Regions from separate parts of the Mus musculus genome. Here region 1 is linked to region 2. Evidence: chromatin contacts called from public Hi-C data. All regions are on one chromosome and are shown on one strand. The core of a region is the stretch at or near the end of the contact, and the rest is flanking DNA. Distances in the headings are between cores, read along the strand shown.

Evidence for each region. Hi-C and Micro-C count contacts between places; a contact is called where the count stands out from the background.
Region 1: a Hi-C map of liver shows a contact between it and region 2, with 2.4 times the contacts expected there. The contact joins the promoter of Orm1 here to the enhancer-like site in region 2. A contact is called at or near these places in 1 of 39 promoter capture datasets (liver), 4 of 484 Hi-C or Micro-C datasets (liver and nephron progenitors) and 3 of 9 other capture datasets (adipose tissue, liver and pancreatic islet).

What each region holds. Positions count from the first base shown.
Region 1 is chr4:63,342,939-63,348,288 of GRCm38.p6, reverse strand. Orm1 (orosomucoid 1) reads right to left here and starts at 3,733. Exons shown (of 6, transcript NM_008768.2): 1 at 3,575-3,733; 2 at 3,078-3,220; 3 at 2,798-2,868; 4 at 2,142-2,249; 5 at 1,904-2,007; 6 at 126-319. The coding sequence starts at 3,691. The coding sequence ends at 239. Gm52743 (a long non-coding RNA gene) reads left to right here and starts at 3,682. Exons shown (of 3, transcript XR_003955430.1): 1 at 3,682-3,945.
Region 2 is chr4:63,230,597-63,236,076 of GRCm38.p6, reverse strand. Col27a1 (collagen, type XXVII, alpha 1) reads right to left here. Exons shown (of 61, transcript NM_025685.3): 4 at 4,232-4,285; 5 at 694-747. Among named protein-coding and RNA genes, the nearest start is that of Col27a1, 18 kb to the right of the region's middle. Within about 2 kb of position 3,261, at least 37 of the 459 cell types and tissues checked have an H3K27ac peak or open chromatin away from gene starts, as enhancers often do. A contact at or near this core is called in liver, where this site is marked.

The DNA.
Region 1 (5,350 bases), core at 2,484-4,983, 110 kb before region 2:
GGCAGGGCTTCTTGGACTTAGCTAAGGCTCCATTCAGGCCTCTCCAGGTAGGGAGGGAGAGAGGGAGGGTGAGATGGAAGGAGGGAGGGAGGGAGGAAGTAAGGGAAAAGAAGGGAGCAAAGAAATGATATTGACTATGTCAGCAAACCTTTATTGTGGCAGAGACAGAATCAAAGTGCACAGGAGGGGTGGGGTTTGGTGAGCCTGTGGACAGCCCTCGGAGTTCAGAGAGCTGAGTTCATGCCTGGCCTTCCTCAGGATCTTTCTTGGTCTCCTTCCCCAACTCAAGCTGCTTCTTCTCCTGCTGACCGCACCTATCCTGGAAGATATCAGGGAGGAGAGCAGAGTGAGTACCCCAGGGGTGGTGGCAGAAGCCTGGGATGCTGAATACTGAGGCAGGAGGATTGCTATGAGTTTCAGGGTAGCCTGGAATGGAAAGTTAGATGCAAAAACAAAACCAAATTGAACAGGACAGAAGAAAAAAACCTGGCAAGTTAGGTAAGCCTGAGGGGCAGCTTGAAGTTCATCCAGCCTTAACCAGAGCCCAGGAGAGAATGGTAGAAGAGGACATAGCCCACAGGTGTCCTCTGGCATCCACACATGTCTTATAGCATGCTTGTGTACCCACACAGTCACACATGCACACACACTCACACATGAACTCACATGCATACACATGCACACACATACACTCACACTCACACAAATGCACACACTCATGCACACACTCACTCAAATGCACACACATATCCACGTACGCACGCACGCGTGTGCGCGCGCACGCGCACACACACACACACACTAGCAATGTATACACATATTTTAATGTGGGTGTGGGGTGTAAACACTGTTGTTGGCCACAGTGGCATGGTAGTGTCAACTAGCTCTGTCAACCAGCTCTGTCTTAGATCTACCATGGCTCCCTGCAGTGGCAGAACAGTGGTTCTCAGCCTTCCTAATAATGTGAAACTTTAACACAGTTTCTTGTGTTGGGGTGACCCCCAACAGGGTTTTCATTGCTACTTCATAACTGTGATTAAGCTACTGTTATAAATCTTAAGTATATGACCTGCAGGACATCTGACATACAGGTTGAGACCCATCCTAGAGAACCACTAGTCTAGGGTAAGTTGTTCCTCATCTCTGAGATCCGGTTTATTCACCCCATTGAGTGTGAGCAGCTCCCCCAAATGGCAGGCATTTTCCGATACTTCTGTCCACAGGTGAAGGGTGATTCTACTGGCCCCACTGCTTGTGGGGGGTAAGGAACTCAGGGTGTGAAATAGCTCAATGGCAGTGTCTGTATGTAGGCACCTCCCCCGGGGAATCCTGTGGCTGGTGATACCAGGAAAGGCTCAGGTGACCAGGGAATGAAGTTACAAAAGTATTGCGTATCTCAAACTACATGCAAGCTGATTGGTTGATTCCATGGCTTTGCCTGGGTGAAAGCCAAAGCTGATGTGGCCTCTCCCTCAGCACAAGGTTAGACTGAACATCAAGAGGTTTCGGCATGGGTCATCCCTGCCTATCAAAGCCATCAGACTTGCTGGAGTTGAGGTGTCATGGAAGTCGTAAATCATAACTCCTGCTTGGATAGGTAGTGAATATGAAGGGCAGAGAGAAACTTGGCACCCTGGCACCGGATATTCCCACAGTCCCCACTCCTGGTCTTTCCCTTATTCTCTAAAAGCTTTCCAGGACCTCCTACTTAACCTCACCCAACTCAGGCTCACTGCCCATCTAGGATTTCTGTGATCTCAGCTGTCACAGTAGGCAGGAGAGTTCTTAACAAGATACCTGCCTCGCTGAGCTGCCTTAACCAGAAGCTTGCCCTCTCTGAGCCTCTAGGGTCACTGACACTGGGAGCACTGCTGGGGTGGTATCGTACAGCCTCCTCATTTACCTTTTTCCAGTCGACAAATATGATTTCTGATTCATCCATGCCCACGTGTGTGACAGCCTTCTGGAATACTTCCCGCAGCTCCGGGGTGATATCTGGCCTTTTGGCTGCAATGGAGAAGGGAGTATGGTTTATTGGGTATCAGTCTAGCAGAAGGGAGGCCAGGTAGGGGTGGGGATGTTGGTGGGTGACCAAGAGTAAGGCCCAGTGCAATTGTGGACCTCAGCTCTGAGGTGCTTACCATAGAGGGACAGTCCCCGTTTCTTCTCATCCTTGAGGTCAAAGGCAAGCATGAAGGCCCCATGTTTCCTCAGCACTATAAGGTGGGCAAAGGTTTCTACTCCTCCTTCTGCAGGAGGAAGGTCTTTGTGAGTCACTAGAATGATGCTGTAGTCTTATCCCCAAGGGAAGGAAGCACATAGCTATGGGCAAGTGCCTGGGGCTGCCATGTTTTCAGACTCTGCTGAATGCAAGCCTCACTTCTCATTCTTCGTAGTTATGGGATGGCTGGGGCCTTGGAAAGGGCCCTTGGTGGTGTGGTGGTGGGGCATAGTTTACACTTCCTCTTAAACATTAAAACTTCTGCTCAGGGACAATTAAAACATAAGAGTGTCTGATCTGGCTCACTAGCATTGGATTGCCCTCCTACATGCTGTCGCTGGTGACATGGGTGTGTGGCTGAAGTCACTGGCTTCCCAACCCATGGGTTTCCCCTCTGAGCTCACAAAAGATCATAAGAATGGCCAAAGCAAGTCTGGCCTGGGAGCTGGACTTTGGGTTGAAATCTGCTTCCACTTACAAGCCTCAGAGAGTGACTTCACAGAAAAACTGCCCTGTTCTGCTGCCCCATCAGACCCTGGCAATACCCTCTCAGAAAGCAGTGTTTCACACCCTCACCATACTTGGAGAAGGTCCCATTTTCTCTCTGGAATCCTAGATGGGTGGAGTTATAGACACACTGGTCACCTCTAAAGAGAAAAGAAAGTGGACAACTGAGGAAGAGGTGATCTGACCAGGCCAGGGTAGGGAAGGGGCAAGAGGCAAGTAGACAAGACAGCTGTCCCCATTCCTGAAGGTGGGTGGGGATGCCAGGCAGAGCCAGTTTGTTCAGGTCTCTAGGCATCCAGGAGTGTAGTTAAGGACTGGGGTGGGTGGACTGGCTGTTTCAAGTACTCACATTGTTTGAGACTCCCGAAGCTCTATTGTGTCGTTTATCAAGTTGGTGGTAAGGTAAAAAAATTCACTCTGCATTGTTTGAATTGCCTGCCTGTACTCGAGTTTTCTGAAAGCTGCACCCATGAAAAACCATTTGTCAGAGAGCTGGGGAGAAGCAGGCAAACAGATGAGCAGGGCTTGTAATATGTACCTTGTTAGCAAGTCTTGATTAGTGGCAGGCAAGCAATGACTTCTGAACCATACATGGGTAAACTGAAGCTCCAGACCAGAATCCCATGGGCAACTCAAAAATCAGCCATCCTACTGCTCTGTCCCTTGCTGAGAGACCTCAGAGTGATGCTTCGGAGTTTGGAGGCAGGGAGATGCCACCAGGTCTCCAGGAGAGGCAAGGGCATTACCAGGAGCACAGAGATGAGCACAGACATCAGGGAAGGGAAAGCCCAGAGGAAAGAGTAGCCTCCTACAGTGAACAGGTCCAGGCCCGGGGCAGGCACTTACCCAGCTCAGGGTCTCATTGGTGATAGGTTCGCCTATGGTGAAGTTGGCATGTTCTGGGTTCTGAGCTTCCAACATCGGCAGAAGGCTCAATATGATAAGAACCGTGTGCAGCGCCATGCTGAGGGCACTCAGAGCCACCAGGCCTGGGAAAAGATCATTGGTGTTTGGATGGTGCAGCAACATTTATGACACGATGTGGGGAGGGCATGGGACTGAAGCCAGGGACAGTAGAGCTGTGGCACAATCTCACCAGCACTTGGGAAATGTCTTGCGCAAAATGTTCCCTCAAGCCAGCTTTATGCAGCTCCCTCAACCTACTGGTCCTGACACAGGCTCCTGCCGTACACCAGAGTGGCTGATTCATGGTCAAGGTATGTACATCGCTAGCCTGATGATACTTAGGTCCCAGACAGTGGTCCCACCCCTCTTTTATCCCATGGAGCTGCCTAGCAGGAGTGAAACCTACACATACATCAACCTCCCAAGTGTGCTATGAAGGAGCCCCAAGTCAGGGTTCATAGTGAACTTAGAAGACACTTAGGGGCTCAAGTTCAGGGCCAAGAACACAGATGGATTAGTTTCCAAAGGAGTGTGATGTTCCTGGGGACTTCTTCCCAGCCCTGAAGGCAGCCAAGTGCCCAGCAAAGGGGTGAATCTGAGATAAACATCTAGTTCAGCAAAGCTCCCAGTATCTACAGCAGGAAAGGATCTGCCTAGGACAGTGTGTGCCCAATCCAGGGTCTGTGCCCATCATCCAGAAAATATCTGGTTCTCATTCCTGCCTGATCTTTGTCTACATAATGAACACTCTCGAAAAGTATTGCAGGGACAGGCCTGGTGACTCCTGCTGAGGCACAGAGACGAGCTTGAGATTACAGTGAGCTGCTTCAAAACATCAATACAGCAAACATGTTAGAACACGCTCACAGTTTCATGATCTATTTCCTGTGTCCTCCACAAGTTCTCATGTTTCAGTGTAGTCAGGGTTATGTTTTAATGATACATAACTTGTCATTCACTTACTGTGTTCTAATTTCATTACAACCCCTCTTTAACCTGTGGCATTTCTATTGTGTGTTTCCTTTTCTGATATGTGTCAGAGCAACATATTGCCTTTAAAAATTAGTCTACCAACAGAAAGGAAAACAAAACAACACATGAGTCACCTCCAGTATCATGTGTGTAAATGTTTCTAATGGCATTATTCAAAGTAGCCACAAACTCCAAGCTCTTAAGTGCCTATTACCAGAAAAATGAGAAATGGGTTGTGACATTTCATGCAAAGATGGTGTTGCTTAGCAACAGAGAGAAATGAACAACTGATAGATTTGACCATACAAATGCAGCTCGACAACATTATTGCCAGCAGATCGCCCAGAGGTGGGGTTGTATGAGCCTGTTTACTGGGCGTTCTAGAGGCTCCAGACTAATTGTAATGATATTAATCAAGTCATTGACAGTGATCACCTAGGGCAAAAGGAAGGGGCCACAGATGGTCCTGAGAGCCCCCTGCCGTGGAGTGGGCTGTACAGGGCCTAGGAGAACTTGCTGAGCTGGAGACCCAAAACATATGTGTTTTGTTGTATCTATACAGTCTTAAGAAAGTTTAATCTCTTCTCAGAGCAGAAAAAGCATAACCATGAGGAGTCCAAAAGCACCAATGATATGTTCTGTCCCAAGTTAGCAGTGCGCCAGATATCATAATCTCTCTGTTTGTGCCTCTCTCTGTCTCTGTTCTCTCTCTTATACACACACACACACACACACACACACACA
Region 2 (5,480 bases), core at 2,012-4,511:
ATCTTGTTTTCCAAGGGGGATCCTAGGGGAGGTGGCAGCCTCTTCTGACCCCCACGCCCACTCTCTCTCCAGCTCAGCGCTTTCCTGATTTTCAGGGATCTCCCAGGACCATCCATGGCTAGGCTGAAGGTCTGCAAACACGATGTCACCTCAGTCCCTCTTCTGGCCTGAAGGCTGTCACTCAGGCCAATGCCAGAGAGTCCCAGTGTCTCAGCTTCTTCCGGTCTCCATTCTCTCACCCCCACCTCTTCTATACTAGGCTGCACCACACTCCAGTATGACCCTTTCTCCTGGATCAGTCTGGTCCCCCCCCCCCAATCCTTCCATCCCTATATGTCTCTCCCAGTTCAAAGCTGCCACACCTCCCCAAAGTCTACCCCAACCCATAAATCTATGTCCTTAGGAGACATTCAAGGTCAAGGCTGTCCCTGGGAAGCACTGGGTTGCTTTCTTTCTGCCTATTTTCACCTCACGGGCTCCAGGTCCAAGCTGCTACCTCTACAACAAACCACAAGCTAAACCCAAAGGCTGTTTGCTTTGTGTTGCATAGACAGCCCCAGTGTAGAGCAGGGTGCAGGGAGAAACTAGGATGTCTCCAGTCTGGAAGGGAATTCTCCCCCACAAACCCTAAGCATCCTCCTCATGGGGCTCCCACAAATGAGGCCCCACCCCATAGCCACTGATAATACTCACTTTGGCTCCTGGAGGGCCAGGTGGGCCTGGGTTCCCGTACGGCCCAGGAGGACCCTGGAACGAAAGGGAGAGGAAAAAGGAAATGAGGAAAAGCCTGTCTGCAGCATCCTGCTGTCTGCTGTGCGAGCCCCTTCCTCAGACCCCCTTAGGCAGCACTGCCAGCTCCTCTGCCTCCTCTGAAAGAGAAACCCTGGGATTCTAGGGCTATGCAGGCACATCCCACGCCTTATCCCATCATACCACGTATTACCCCTGATGTGAAGATACAGGAGCCAGCATTCAGAGGGTGCTCGGTTGGCTAAGGGCAGATCAATCTTTGGCCTAACCTGTCTGAGCTCAGGATACGCCCCTTGATCCTGGACCTATACTGTTACAACAGCCTCAGGCCCAAGCTACATTAGCTACAGGAGTCTCTCCAACCTCTAGGTACTTTCTCTCCTTGGCCCCAGTTGTCCCCAGCACCCATCCAAAACAGCCTGTCTATCTACCCTCAGAAACTAGATCCATCCTCAAGGCTTGACTCAGAGGCCGTCTCCTCCAGAAGACCTCCTAGGACTACCCTACTGGCAGTAACCTCTCCCATTAGACTTTAGCAGAACCTCCAGGCTGGAACTCTATGGAGGGTAGACATGGTCCTTCAGGGACAAAGGCACCCTCCTACAGAGGGTCAGAGCCTTCCTTCTGACTGCAGGCTCCAAGGTAGTATTCCAGTCATGGCTAGAATCTGTGCCCAGACATTCAAGAGACTTGGTCAAGGTCACACTACAGAGGGGCAAGCATGCAAGAGTGGACTCTGCAGAGGCTGGGTACAGGCTGGTTTTCCACACCCTCTTCTACCCAAGCCATCTTCCAGGCCCCTCTGACAGGGACCTTCTCTCACCTCCACTTCCTCCAGCAAGAACCCATCCACGGGTTTCCAGCCCAGTACCACAAACTCATAGAGGTGGGTCATGTCCCAGGGCCTTTGCCTGGAGACAACAGTCAGGAGTAGGTGGAGTGGGAAGGGGCATCTGGAGGGTCCACTGCTCCCTCAGATTCTCATAGCCTTGTGCAGATCCCTCCTGCTCACCAGTTGACTGCGTCTAGAGCAGTTTCCTCCCTGCTTCTCTGAGCCACCCACAGCTGCAGCCTGTCTCATTCAGGCCCTGCCACCTCCTCCCTTATTCATTCCTGAACTGGATCCCTTCCCTCTCTAAGCACCGAAGAAAGCAAGAGTCTCCGGAGAGTCCTCAGCCAGGGGAATTTATAGTACTATGTCTGCCCTTCCTGTCTTCCTTCCAACAGTCTAGGGGTATAACAGGTTAGGACCTAGTCCACGTTCTGAGCCTCACTCAGTCTGCACCCTGCCCCCCCTCCCCAGCCCTGGTCTCCCTATCCTGTGAACACCCCAAACCTGTGGTTCTCTAAGGAGTCTGGAAAAGCTCATGTGTTCAGTCTGCCAAGGATCTGAAGGTGTAGGCAGAGCTCAGGCTTAATGGGGAATACTGAGGAAGGTTCCTTGAGCCCCACTCCCCACACACAAAACCCCACCAGAAACAAGCATGGCTTGAAAGGTTAAGAGCAGCCACCTCTCCTCCTTGATCTTGGCTGTGCCACACACACCATCACAGCTGTCCCTTCTGCATCCTGCCAGCCACTGCCTCATAGGCGCATAGTTGACAGCGAGCCAAGCAGATTAATTCCATAGATGGAGTTTCTTGGAGCGGTGACTGGGGGCTTGGGGATTCCCCATCCTTCTTCAGGCCCAGGGAGTCTACAGGGATGCAGGGCTCTGTGTAAACTAAGGTAGGACCCTGACCCTCCCAGGGCCCAGCACTGCTGTGTGCATAGAGGCACCAGGACTGTTTAACCCAACCTTCTGTTAGCTATGGGATCTACGGAATTTCCAATGTAGACACAGAGTGGGGCAGGTAGAGAGCCTGAAGCATATCCAGAGTCATCCAACCTGCAAGGATGCTCCAGAATGTAGGGCCTTGTTTCCATAGGTAAGGAAACTGAGGTCAGAAAAAGGGATGGACTAGACTCCCCTAAGGTCAACACAGCTCCCTGGTAGGAAGCTTTCCTAGACAGTCACCCAGTGACTCTGCTAGGCAGCATGTAAGATGGAAGGCCTATCTCCTCCTGAGGCGGTGGGGACCCAGGCCGCACTGATAGAAAAACCAGCACAATGGACACTCAGGAACGTGAGGGGGCTATTGAATCAAACTGCCCAGGCTCAGCCCTCGCTCACCTCTGGCATTTACTCTGACTTTATCTAATGGAGTTGTACCTTTGGGAGGTCTCAGTTTTCTCCTTTGTAAAATAAGGAGAACTCTAGCACCTATTTCCCAGGGTGCTTGGGAAGGCTGGAGGTATCCTGTTCATGCAGGTTAGCCAGCAGAGCTCTGGGAGTGGCTGTGCCAGGCAAATTGCTAAGGAGCTCCAGACAGGGAAGGTCAGCAGAAAAGGGGTGGAGTCTCATCTGAGCTGCAGATAGAGGACTTTGCACGGAAGAACTGCCTGGCAGAGGATGCTAAGAAAAAAGCTGGCAAAGTCTGGGAACTGGGATCAGCTCGCCTGGACCTGGAATGTTGGGCCAAAGTGCAAGACCCTGACACCTGTATAGTTCCTAACTAACCCTGGGCATGCACCCCAGCAGGTTCTGCAGCCAAGAGAAAAGGCAAATCAGATGGAAGGTTCCAGAATTCTGGGCTCAGGGAGACACAGCCAGGTCTGGAAAGAAACAGGGCCTGAGTTAATTACATAACTAAAACCAACTGCTGGGCTTAGAGCTAAAAATATGTAGCAGGCAGTTTCCTCCTCTGGTGCTTGCCTGGCCCTTGTCATGAGGAAAGCTCAACCAGTCTGAGCTAGGATATGAGTGCCATTGGTCCCAGCCAGGAAGAGATAGACTTCCCTCTCAGAGGACCCTAGGCTCCCAGCATTTGGGAAGATCTTGGGCTGCAGTCCTGATATTGCTAGTCACGCCTTATCCCTGAATAAGGATGCCCACTCTACCCTGTAGAGGCCACAGCTGGGTGGGGCTGCACGGGCAGCATAAAGTGACAGGCAGGTACCATGTATGGAAGTGGCTGACCCTCAGACTTGTGCTTCCAGCAGCTACTGCAATCCAGCTGACCCTGAGCCACACTCTAGCCTGGGAGTTCAGCCCTTCTCTGGGGCCACAGAACTGTTCCTTCAGACACACAAAGCCACTATGGCCAGGCGGAAGTGGGAGGAGGTACCCCAGTGTCCCATCCTCCCACACTGGGGTTTCCAGGTCAAGTATCTGCTTATGCAGATGGACTTCAAGAGTCCCTGCCCTAGGTCACCATGCGCAGTACAAGTCGGAGGGCACAAAGTCATTATTGTCACACACCATGTGACAATGTGACCATGTGACACCATGTCCACCCCAAAAAGACACAATGGAAAATGGGTACAGAAAAGGGCAGGAAAAGGTCTGTGGCTCACAGCAAGCTGGGGCACCATGGGCAGTGGAATGCAAACTAAAGGTCATCCAGAGCCCCCAAAGGACACCCAGCACACCGTAACTTACCCGAGGACCTCGTGCGCCCGGAGATCCAGGTAATCCTGGAAGCCCAGGGGGACCCTTGAAGAGGAAGCAAGAATAGTGTGAGACAATGCCAAGGTACAGCAGAAAAATACAATCATTAGTTAATCAACAATCCTGTCCAAAAATCCCATAGCTATGAAGAGGAATTCCTTGAGTTCTCTGCCTTGGGGGACCCATGCTTATTGGTGTTCTCAGGGTCTTTCACAGTTATTGAGGCCTTGTCTTTTATCACTCAGCTAACTTGTTAGGGTGTCATCTCTTCTAGGAAGCCTTCTTGACCTCTCTCTCTCTCTCTCTCTCTCTCTCTCTCTCTCTCTCTCTCTCTCTCTTCCTTTGGGGAAGTATCTGTTTGGAAGCCTGGCTCCCTTAGCAAATGGCAGTCCCCTCAAAGGCACTAACACAGAAAATGAGTCATCCTACCCCTAGGGCTCTGCCAAATGTCTGATAACACAAAACAGCAGGCAAACTCCAAGCTCAGCCAAGTTCTCTGCAGAGCCAGGGCAGAGAAGGGACTCAGCCAAGGTCACACCAAGCATCCTCGCACCACAGAGGGACATGGAGCACAAAGGGCACATGCAGGGACTTTGAAACAGCTGGGCTTGGGGTCAAATGGCCTTGCTGCCACTCATAGCTGGGTGTGGCCACTGACATCCTGGCCTGTGTAAGGGCAAAGGTCCTTGTAGGATTCCTTAAAGACAAGAGGTAGTATGTTCCTACTGCCTCGTCTGCTCCAGAGCCTGCACTGAAATGCCCATCTGTTCCCGTGGGGTCCAGCATCATCACAACTCCCTAAGAAGTTACAGCAAACCCCCATAACTCCCTCTGCCTCAGTCTTCCAGGCTAATCCCCAGGCTCATCCTTGTTCAACAACATTTAATGTCTCCTCACTTAGTACTGAGAAAGGCCCGGCTGGGAAGTGACTGAGATACACCTGCACGGTCTCATCTCGGCTCCCTTCCCATGAAAGCAGGCAGTGGGCTGCTAACTCTGTTTGCATCCTGATTTTTGCACAGCATGCTGGGACTTCCTCCTGCCCGGGGTCTCAGCTTCTCCCTTTAAAATGCATGTAGTAACTAATGACCCATCTCTTCCACCCCAAAGAAGAAAATGAGATTAGCAAACGTGCATGCAAGAGACTGAGCCTAAACTCCTCAAAGGAAGCCAGGCTTTCTAGGAGTGCGAGGCCTGGGAATTCATTTGTTTCGAATAACCATCCACGAGATTCCAGCTT